Linked DNA regions of Sus scrofa: region 1 is linked to region 2. A link is a contact called in public HiChIP or PLAC-seq data. All regions are on one chromosome and are shown on one strand. Each heading gives the region's core, a stretch centred on a gene start, on an enhancer-like site or on the middle of the called end of the contact. The rest is flanking DNA. Distances are from core to core; before and after follow the strand shown. Region 1 has its middle 85 kb from the start of TNFSF18. Region 2 has its middle 70 kb from the start of FASLG.

The links. HiChIP or PLAC-seq counts read pairs in DNA pulled down with a chosen protein or histone mark.
Region 1: a contact with region 2 is called in an H3K27ac HiChIP or PLAC-seq map of alveolar macrophages. The contact joins two enhancer-like sites. A contact is called at or near these places in 1 of 47 Hi-C or Micro-C datasets (heart right ventricle) and 1 of 2 datasets of contacts at active chromatin or transcription factors (alveolar macrophages).

Annotation. Positions count from the first base shown.
Region 1 is chr9:115,372,985-115,378,084 of Sscrofa11.1, forward strand. No RefSeq gene overlaps it. Among named protein-coding and RNA genes, the nearest start is that of TNFSF18, 85 kb to the right of the region's middle. Within about 2 kb of position 1,882, at least 4 of the 83 cell types and tissues checked have an H3K27ac peak or open chromatin away from gene starts, as enhancers often do. A contact at or near this core is called in alveolar macrophages, where this site is marked.
Region 2 is chr9:115,135,608-115,140,490 of Sscrofa11.1, forward strand. No RefSeq gene overlaps it. Among named protein-coding and RNA genes, the nearest start is that of FASLG, 70 kb to the left of the region's middle. Within about 2 kb of position 3,079, at least 19 of the 83 cell types and tissues checked have an H3K27ac peak or open chromatin away from gene starts, as enhancers often do. A contact at or near this core is called in alveolar macrophages, where this site is marked.

The sequences.
Region 1 (5,100 bases), core at 632-3,131, 240 kb after region 2:
TTTCTTGCCATTTTCCCTATCTCCCACTAGACCAGGAGAATTACGAGTTTTTCCCCTAACAGCTGCGATCATCATTGACATTGCTGTCAAATGACAAAACAAACAAATTTCTCACCAGCTGTTTGGACCATTTGGCTAATATGAGATCCAAGTTGAAACTTGTCTTTCCATTTCTGCTTGCCTCCAGAAAAAAACTTTCTTCAAATCACCCTTGACACTGCACTGTTTTCTTGTTCTCAACAGTTTAACCAGGCCCTGGTGTGATTTTTTAAATGGCCATCTAGAAGCTCTACTCCATTTCAAAGCCCTTTACCAGATAACAAACAACTTATTCATTCTGGCTCCACATTTGGTCCCATTCCACTTCCATCTGGGACTGTGTTGCAGCATTAGCTTGAAATACTGAGTGTTGTCTTTGAATCAGCATTCCCTGATTTAATTTTTTTTTTACTACATTGAAAAGAATGTCACCATTCTACTACCTCTGAATTTTTAGTTACCCATTATTCTGCTTATCATAAAACTCATCATTTATTTCATTTTTATACTTGTCCAGCAAATGATGTGTCTAGTCATTCACATTTTTTTATGATAGAGTCTGCAGCCTGGGTCTGATTTTCCTTTTCCTTGGGGATTTAGGAACCTGTTAAACATACAACAGGCTGCTATGTATATTTACCAATTGTTACAATGCTTCACTTTCCAGTCTCTGGTTTTAATACTCTGTCCAAGTTTTATGTACATATACTTATTTTCAGGTCATATTTTGATGTTTGGAAAATAAGATTCTTAGAATATGATCCCAGCTTTCAAGGAATCTTCCATTCTCCCTAGAACCACAAAACAAAAATTAAAAGACTATAATTAAAAGGGTCAGTCTGGAGTTTCCTGCTGTGGCACAGTGGTTTACGAATTCAACTGCAGAGCTTGGGTTGCTTCACATGTAGGGGTTTAATCCCAGGCCTGGCACAGTGGGTTAAGGATCTAGTGTTGTTGCAACTGTGGGCTCAGATTCAGTCCCTGACCTGGGAACTCAATATGCCACAGGTGCGGTCACGGGAAAAAAAAAAAAGTCAGTCTGATGAATACATACAAGAGCACTATATCATTTCAGAGCAATATAGAATATAGAAGACAGGGAAATCTCACTCAAAGTGATATCAAAGGCATGGCTTTGTCTGATTTACTTCATTTAGTAATCTCATCCATGTTGCTGCAGATGGCTTTGTTTCTTTCTTATGGCTAAGGAATATTCCATTATATATAGGAGACAAATATCATATACTATCATTTATATGTGGAATCTAATTAAAAATTATATAAAAGAACTCATTTACAAAACAGAAATAGACACACAGATTTTGAAATCAAGCCATGGTTACCAAAGGTGAAATGTGGGGTGGAGGGATAAATTAGCAGTTTGGGGTTAACATGAACACACTGCTATATATAAAATAGATAGCTAGCAAGGACCTACTATATAACACAGGGAAATCTACTCAATATTCTATAATAATCTATGCAGGAAAAGAATGTAAAAAAAATGTTATATGAACATGATAACTCATTCACTTTGCTATACACCTGAAATTTACACATGGTAAGTCAACTATACTCAATAAAGTTAAAAAAATTCATGGCCTTAGCAGAGTATTCTACCCATTCACATATTTAAAGTAATAAACTTTACATCTTAAGGGATATGTTGCCTCGAACCTAGGGAGAATTAATAGGCCTGGAGGATGATGTTCATAGCAGGGTGAGTGTAATTTCTGTAGACCTTGCAGCATGATTCATGTGTCTGGTGGGGCTCAGTGATGCTTGGAGCATAGTAAATAGGGAGTCATGTGCTTCCAGCTCACAATGAGCCTGGTGTGAAGCAGAAGTTATGACAGATGGTTTACTCATTGGAACAGTGAAGTTCAAGGTCAGAAAGCTTCCTCTATCCCAAAGCCCCTGTCCACTTCCCCTTAATAAATAAATCTCATAACATGCAGTGCTTGTGTGGGGGATGGATTCCAAGAACATTAGAAAGAAGGCTTAAAAGGCTTACATTCTGACTCTGCTTCCAGTCACCGAGGTTCCAGGACAGTCCATTTATTTCACTGGACCTTTGCTTTGCCACCTTCAAAAGAAGGTGACTAGAGTAAATTATAGCTTTTTATGCTTTTAAAAAATAGTGGTAGCCTTTTATCAATGAAAATTTCCACAAAGCCATGGCACATAAAAAAGAACCATGAAGACTAGTTAAAGTGGGCAGAGAAGTCTATCTGGTTTCCCCTGCACAGAGTCTAAGGGCACTGCACAGCAGCACATGAAAACACTGGTCTCCATGTCTCCAAGGTGACTTCTGGCTCTTGACGTTCTCTGTTCCCATTTTTTTTTACAAGGAAATATAATTTCATTCCATTTTGCTGATATGAATACAAGAGAAGGTAGTATGGTTTGGGGCATGGTCATGTGTTAAGTAGCGTCTCTTTGTTCTTCTGGCTTTAAGAGGATGTAAGAGCAGATAGGAGGTAAAGGGGAGTTCCATACCTCTGAGTGAGCATCCTCCTGCCCCTCCATTAAGCAACAAAACAAAAAACACCAAGAAAGTAACAGAACGTTCCCTGACAAGACACTGGTCCCTTCTTCCTCACCCACACTTTTGTGAAAGAGTCAGGGGAGTAAATGAGCTCCTCTTTACAACCTATTCCTAAATGCTGATAGGATCGAGGCAGCAGATGGAAGTTGGTCTCTGGGGAAGAAGGAAGAGGAAATGTTGGTGCTTAAGCTGAGAAACTTTCAAAAGGGCAGGAGTGAGTGTTGACTTTGGAAGGTCAGCCTCTGCACCCTTGGATCTTCCCTCAGGGTCCTGGTGGTGGATGGCCTCCGTCATCCTCCCCACTCTAAGGACATGATATTAGAATTAAGTAATCCCTGGGCTTCCTCCGATTCCAGGCTGTTTGCTGCCACAAAGTATGTGAAGTGTCCTGCAAATTACTCATTTTAACAGGCCCCCAAATGAGGGTTCTACTAACTACTTTAAAGGAAGTACACTTTTTCTAAAAGTTTAAAGTGCTGTAAAAATGTAAATATGCCCTCTGGGATATCCAGCCATCTCTCTCCTTGCCTCCTTTTGTTTACCTTTCCTCATCTTCATATCCAGAAATGGGGGTAAAGGAAAGGGATTGTCTGAGTTTGTTGGAAGAGGTAGGTAAAAGCGGAGAATAACCATTCTTCTCTTCTTTTTTAAAAAAAAAAGACTTTTATTTTTTCCATTATAGTTAGTTTACGGTCTTCTGTCAATTTTCTACTGTACAGCAAAGTGACACATCACACATACCTATATACTTTCTTTTTCTTACATTATCCTTCATCGTGCTCTATCACAAGTCACTCTATGTAGTTCCTGGTTCTGTACAGCACCACCTCATTGCTTTTCTATTCCAAAGGCAATAGTTTTCATCTATTAACCCCAAATTCCCAGTATATCCCACTCCCTCCCCCTTGGCAACCACAAGTCTGTTCTCACAGTCTATGAGTTTCTTTTCTGTGGAAAGGTTTTTTTTCGTGCCATATATTAGATTCCAGATATAAGTGATAGCATATGGTATTTTTCTTTCTCTTTCTGACTTGACTTAGTATGAGAGTCTCTAGTTCCATCCATGTTGCTACAAATGGCATTATTTTGTTCTTTTTATGGCTGAGTAGTATTCCATTGTGCATATATACCATATCTTCTTAATCCATTCATCTATCAATGGACATTTAGGTTGTTTCCCATATCTTGGCTATTGTTAATCGTGCTGCTATGAACATGTGGATGCATGTATATTTTTCTAGGAAAGTTTTGTCTGGATATATGCCCAAGAGTGGGAATGCTGGGTCATATGGTAGTTCTATATTTAATTTTCTGAGGTATCTTCATACTGTTCTCCATTGTGGTCATACTACTTTACATTCCCACCAGCAGTATAGGAGGGTTGCCTTTTCTCCATACCTTTTTCAGCATTTGTCATTTATGGACTTATTAATGATGGCCATACTGATTGGTGTGAAGTGGTACCTCACAGTAGTCTTGATTTGCATTTCTCTAATAATCAGTGATGAGCATTTTTTCATGTGTTGTTGGCAATCTGCATATCTTCTTCAGATAAATGTATGCTCAGGTCTTTTGCCTATTTTTCAATTGGGTTGTTGGCTTTTTTTCTGTTGTGTTGTATAAGTTGTATATTTTAGAGATTAAGCCCTTGTCAGTTGTATTGTTTGAAACTATTTTCTCCCATTCGGTAAGTTGTCTTTTTTTTTTTTTAAATGGTTTCCTTTGCTGTATAAAAGCTTGTCAGTTTAATTAGGTCCCATTGGCTTATTTTTGCTTTTATTTCTGTTGCCTTGGGAGACTGACCTAAGAAAATATTTGTAAGGTTGATGTCAGAGGATGTATTTCCTATATTCTATTCTAGGAGTTTGATGGCATTTTGTCTTAAGTTTAAGTTCTTAAGCCATTTGAGTTTATTTTTGTGCATAGTGTGAGGGTGTGTTCCAGTTTCATTGATTTATATGTAGCTGTCCAGTATTTTGGGTTTTTTGTTTTGTTTCATTTTGTTTTTGTCTTTTGTCTTTTTAGAGCTGCACTCACAGCATATGGAGGTTCCCAAGCTAGGGGTCTAATCAGAGCTACAGATGTCAGCCTATGCCAGAGCCACAGCAACACCAGATATGAGCAGCGTCTGCAACCTACACTACAGCTCACAGCAATGCTGGATACTTAACCCACTGAGTGAGGCGGGGATTGAACCTGCAACTTCATGGTTCCTGGTCAGATTCATTTCCGCTGTGCCATTATGGGAACTCCTGCAGCTGTCCAGTTTTCTCAGCACCACTTACTGAAAAGGTTGTATTTTTCCCATTTTATATTCTTGCCTCCTTTGTCGAAGATTAATTGATCATAGGTGTCTGCATTTATTTCTGGGTTCTCTATTCTGTTCCATTGGTCTTTCTGTCTGTTTTGGTACCAGTACCACACTGTCTTGATGACTGTGGCTTTGTAATATTGCCTGAAGTCTGGGAGAGTGATGCCTCCTGCTTGGTTTTTGTTCCTCAGGATTGCTTTGG
Region 2 (4,883 bases), core at 1,829-4,328:
GCATTGGGTCTGTCCTGTGTGTGTGCACTTGGAGGTGGATTCAGGACCTGTTACTTTTTCCACAGAATTCAGAGATCTCCCTCTCCAGACCTTTCTTTCAAGTTTATCCCCCAAACTCTCTGTCTTCCAGAAACCCCATTTCCTAGTCATTTGACTAGAAAGATAAGGTTTAACTTGAAGTTCTAATGACCATATTACCCATAATTTCTGTATAATTGGGGCAACCCTCAGCACAAAGTGGTGAGAAAAGAGAGAAAGGAAAAACATAAAAGTGGTTTCTCCATGCTTGCTCTACCACAAGTTTCCCCTTTTTTGGTTCCTCTGGCCAGAAATAAGGATTTTCTCTCAGGGTTTTTGGTGCTGGAGCAATAGTGACTATATTATAAATTCATGATTTGGGTTGCTCTTGGTGCAGGACTGAAAGAACAAATATAAAAAGCTGTGGGAATTCCTTGGGTCAAAGTGGGAAAACAAAAGAGGAAAAATATTAAGGAAACTCACCTCTGTAAACTGATCTGTGTATAACTTTTTCAAGTTTAGTTTCTCCTCTCTCATCTGCTTGCATTCTTCGTTTTGCAGAGTTGTCAGGGAGTTGCTTTTGCATGCTTTGCCCACAGTTTTTAATGTAATCAGTGGGAAATAACAGGCTGGAGTGGGCTTGCTCCACTTTGGCAATGGGAGCCCTTTACATCTATTCACATTTGCACTGAATCTTAATTGTTCAGTGTTTGTCACCTAAATATGATCAAAAAGTATTTGTTGAATGAAAGCTTAAATGAATAAAAAAGAAGAAAAAAAAGAAAAGGAGAAAAAGGAAGGAAGAAGTATAGTAAAGAAAATGAGGAGTTCCCGTCATGGTGCCGTGGTTAACGAATCCGACTAGGAACCTTGAGGTTGCGGGTTTGGTCCCTGCCCTTGCTCAGTGGGTTAAGGATCCGGCGTTGCCGTGAGCTGTGGTGTAGGTTGCAGACGCGGCTCGGATCCTGCGTTGCTGTGGCTCTGGCGTAGGCTGGTGGCTACAGCTCCGATTCGACCCCTATCCTGGGAACCTCCATATCCCGCGGGAGCGGCCCAAGAAATAGCAAAAAAAAAAAAAAAAGAGAAAATGAATGAATGGATTTGGAGTTTTTTAGAGTAATTAATTGGGTATTGGGAAGGTACTTTTTATTTTTATTTTGTAAATAAAATTTTATTGGAATATAGCTGACTTAATGAAGTTGTCAGTTTCAGGTGTACAGCAAAGTAAATCAATTATACATGTACATATGTTCGTTTCTTTTCAGATTCTTTTCTCATATAGATTATAACACAGTATTGAGTAGATTACCCTGTGCTATACAGTAGGTCCATCTTACTAATTTATATTATATATAGGAGTGTATATATGTCAATCCCAATTTTCCACATATTTGTGATCTCACATGATGTTTGTCTTTGACTTACTTCACTTAGTATCATCTCTAGGTCCATCCAGTTATTGCAAATGGCATTATTTGATTCTTTTTTGTGGCCGAGTGGTATTCCACTGTATATATGTACCACATCTTCTTGATCCAGTCCTCTGTTGATGGACATGTAAGGTGCTTCCATGTCTTGGCTAAATAGTACTGCAATGAACATAGGGGTGCATGTATCTTTTCAAATTATTATTTTCTCTGGATATATGCCCAGGAGTGCGATTGCTGGTTCATATGGTAACTCTATTTTGAGTTTCTAAGGAAATTCCATACAGTTCTCCATAGTGGTTTCACCAGCTTACTGTCCTACCAACAGTGTAGGAGTGTTGTCTTTTCTCCACACCCACTGCAGTATTTATTATTCGTAAATTTTTATGATGGACATCCTGAGTGGTGTGAAGTGATAGCACTTTGCAGTTTTGATGTGCATTTCTATAAAAATTAATGATGTTAAGCATTTTTTTGTGTGCTTTTTAGCCATCTATCTTCTTTGGAGAAAGGTCTGTTTAGATCTTCTGACCACTTTTTAATTTTTTTTTTTCTGGTATAAAGATGTATAAGCTGTTTGTATGTTTTGGAGATTAATATCTTGTTGGTTGCTTTGTTTGCAAAGATTTTCTCCCATTCTGTGGAGTGTCTTTTCTTTTTTTGTCTTTTTTTTAAATGGTTTCCTTTGCTAGCGTGGCTTTGGAATTTCAGTTCCTACAAGATGGCAATGGCTTTAGGCATAATTCTACATTATGGTCACTAGATGGCAGTAGAAACCAGTGCCTCCATGATCTTTAAAAACTATTCACCAATTACTGACTATCTACTCTGCATGAGGTACTTTGTTAGGAACTGAGAGGAGTGGGTGTGGAGAAGGGGTGGGCACAAAGATAAATAAGAGGCAATTTCTGGCTTTCAAGAATTCAGGAGTTAACAGAAAGAAAGATTAACCAAATCAAATTGTGGTAATCCTACAGTAGATGTTTAAACCAATATTATAGTAAAACAGGAGGCAGGGATTAATTCTGACTACAAAAATGGAAGAAGGCTTCACAGAACAAATTTGATATGGACCTTGAAGGATGGGCATAGGTTGGACATAGGGAGTGGGAAGAAGCAAGTAGAGGGGGGAAAGCATTCCAAACAGAGGGTACAAATCTGGGAAGAATATTTAGAGAATAGTAAATATTGAGGTGTGGCAACAAATTAAGATATGTGAAGGAAATAACGGCAATTTTTGGGGGAAGCAAAGTTGGCATCTCGTCATGGGAGTGCTTAACATGGGTGCAGGGCGCTGCCTCTGATACCTGTGATCACTTCCCTGTCTACGGGCTGCATGCTGGGTGAGCAGGCAGTTTTTGGATAAAATACTCTGTCCTTTGTGGCAGAACAGCTTGTCTCAGTGTCCTGGGAAGCCACTGCTGGATCAGAAGCTGAGGACACAAATACTCCCAGGGAGGAGGCTAAGTGGGTGCCTTGCCTGGGTGGGCACCAGGCCAGACTCAGCCTCTCTGAAGAGCCTAGGTGACCTCAGCTTGTTTCCATGTGGGGATGTGGGCAAGGTATTACAAGTCTTCTAATTTTTCAAGAGAAGTCGGAAATACTAATTTATGTGACATTTCCTGCTTTTTAAATGCTGGCACTGACTCATGGTTTAGAAAGCACCAAGTGAGCCAAGCAAAACATAGCTGTGGGCTGGAGCAATCATTCTGTGACCTCTGTTCCAGAGAGTCATCTGCGGGTTCCTTTCCTGGTCTTTGTCATGGCTGAGATCCAGACCCCAATGTCCATGGAGGGAGTTCCTCCTTTCCTAATTTCCCCTTTCGTGTGTAGAAAGCTTTCCTAGCAGTGTCGCTCAGATCCACTCTCCCCAGACCTTCCTGCCAGTTCTGTACCAACCCCTGTCCCCACCCACTCCATCCTGGCATCCTTCTTATGTCTCAAATACATCAGTGCCAGCTTTAACAAGGACCTGATGGTTTATTTGTACTCAGAAACTGTCATTCACAAGTTACTCTGGTCTTCAGAAGTAATTTTCCTTTAAAATCTCGTGCTTCTGTAAGCTTTTAGGTTACACTTAAAATAGTATAGTCTACTTGCATATCTACCTATGGGTTTTAAGCCCTTAGTATTTCCTATTAATGAGAACTAGGGGAGAACTGGGATTTTGTTTTTCTCTTGCTGATGTCCTATTACAGTTGTCAGGATCAAAGGCAAAGGGTGATCAGTATTCCATGTTTCTTGAGTCCATGGAAGCTGGGAATTTGATTCAAGGGCACAAGAGTACCTGAGAAATTGATGATGGAGAGGCATGGAGTGCAGGCTAAGGAAGGAGGGAGGAAGTTTCTTTCCTTCCCTTTCTCTCTTTTCTGGAGATCAGAGCTCCAGGTGGCACAGCAGAAAAGAATAGATTCTAAAGCCAGACTCTCAGAAGTTCCATCTCAGTTCTTCCCCTGATAAGAAAGGTGACTTGGGGCACATTCCTTAGACTCTGTCTCCTCACCTGTGAAGTGGTGATATTAATACTATCTCCTAGAGCTGTTTTGAAGAATAAATAAAATGGCCCAATGTACGCAGAAGGTAAATAAATGGGTATTTTTTTCTTGTACTTTTTTTTTTTTTTTTTAATAGCCATACCTGCGGCATGTGGAAGTTTCCAGGCTAGGGATTGTCAGAGCTGAAGCTGAGGCCTGTTCTACAGCCACAGCCATAGCAACAGCAATCTATGCCCCAGCTTGTGGCAATACTGGATCTTTAATCCACTCAATGAGGCCAGGGATCAAATCTGTGTCCTCATGGACTCTACCCATGAGCCACAATAGGAACCCCTTGTGTGTGTGTTTTTAATATGAATGTTGCCATAGCATTTATTTTCAAAGACCAATTACAGACCTTCAGATCCTTTTTAACTCCCCTTTCTTTTCCTATCTCATTGTGAACTTTTTTGCAGAGAACTGGATTCTGTCCAGTGGTTTCCTGCTTATATTACTAGGGCTTAGAAGAGGGAGGGAGGGGCTGAAGGCTTGTCCTGGAAATCCTAGGGAATGAGTCTCCTCAGGAAGTTTGGATGCCAGTGGATGTTTTGGACTGACCCCAGTGAGGTCTGCTTCCCACATGTGTCCCAGTGAAAATGTATGGAGGTCGAAAGTCAGTGGAAACTCCAGTGTCCTGTTCACTTATGGATTTCCACCAGGTGGCAGCAGAGTATTATGATGAGAAGTCACAAAGATTTAGTGTCTTACTCAGCCCGCAGAGCAGAGGAAAGGCAAGAGAGGGTGATTTGTTCAGCAAAGTTGTTATCATTCTGAAAGCAACTCATTAGAGTTGGCAAGTCCAGCTCTAGTAAAGAGTTCAAAAATACCTTCTCCACATAAAAACTAGCAGAGACCATTTAGCAGGATGAGAGGAGATTTTGTGTGCCAAGGAGAAGACACCTGG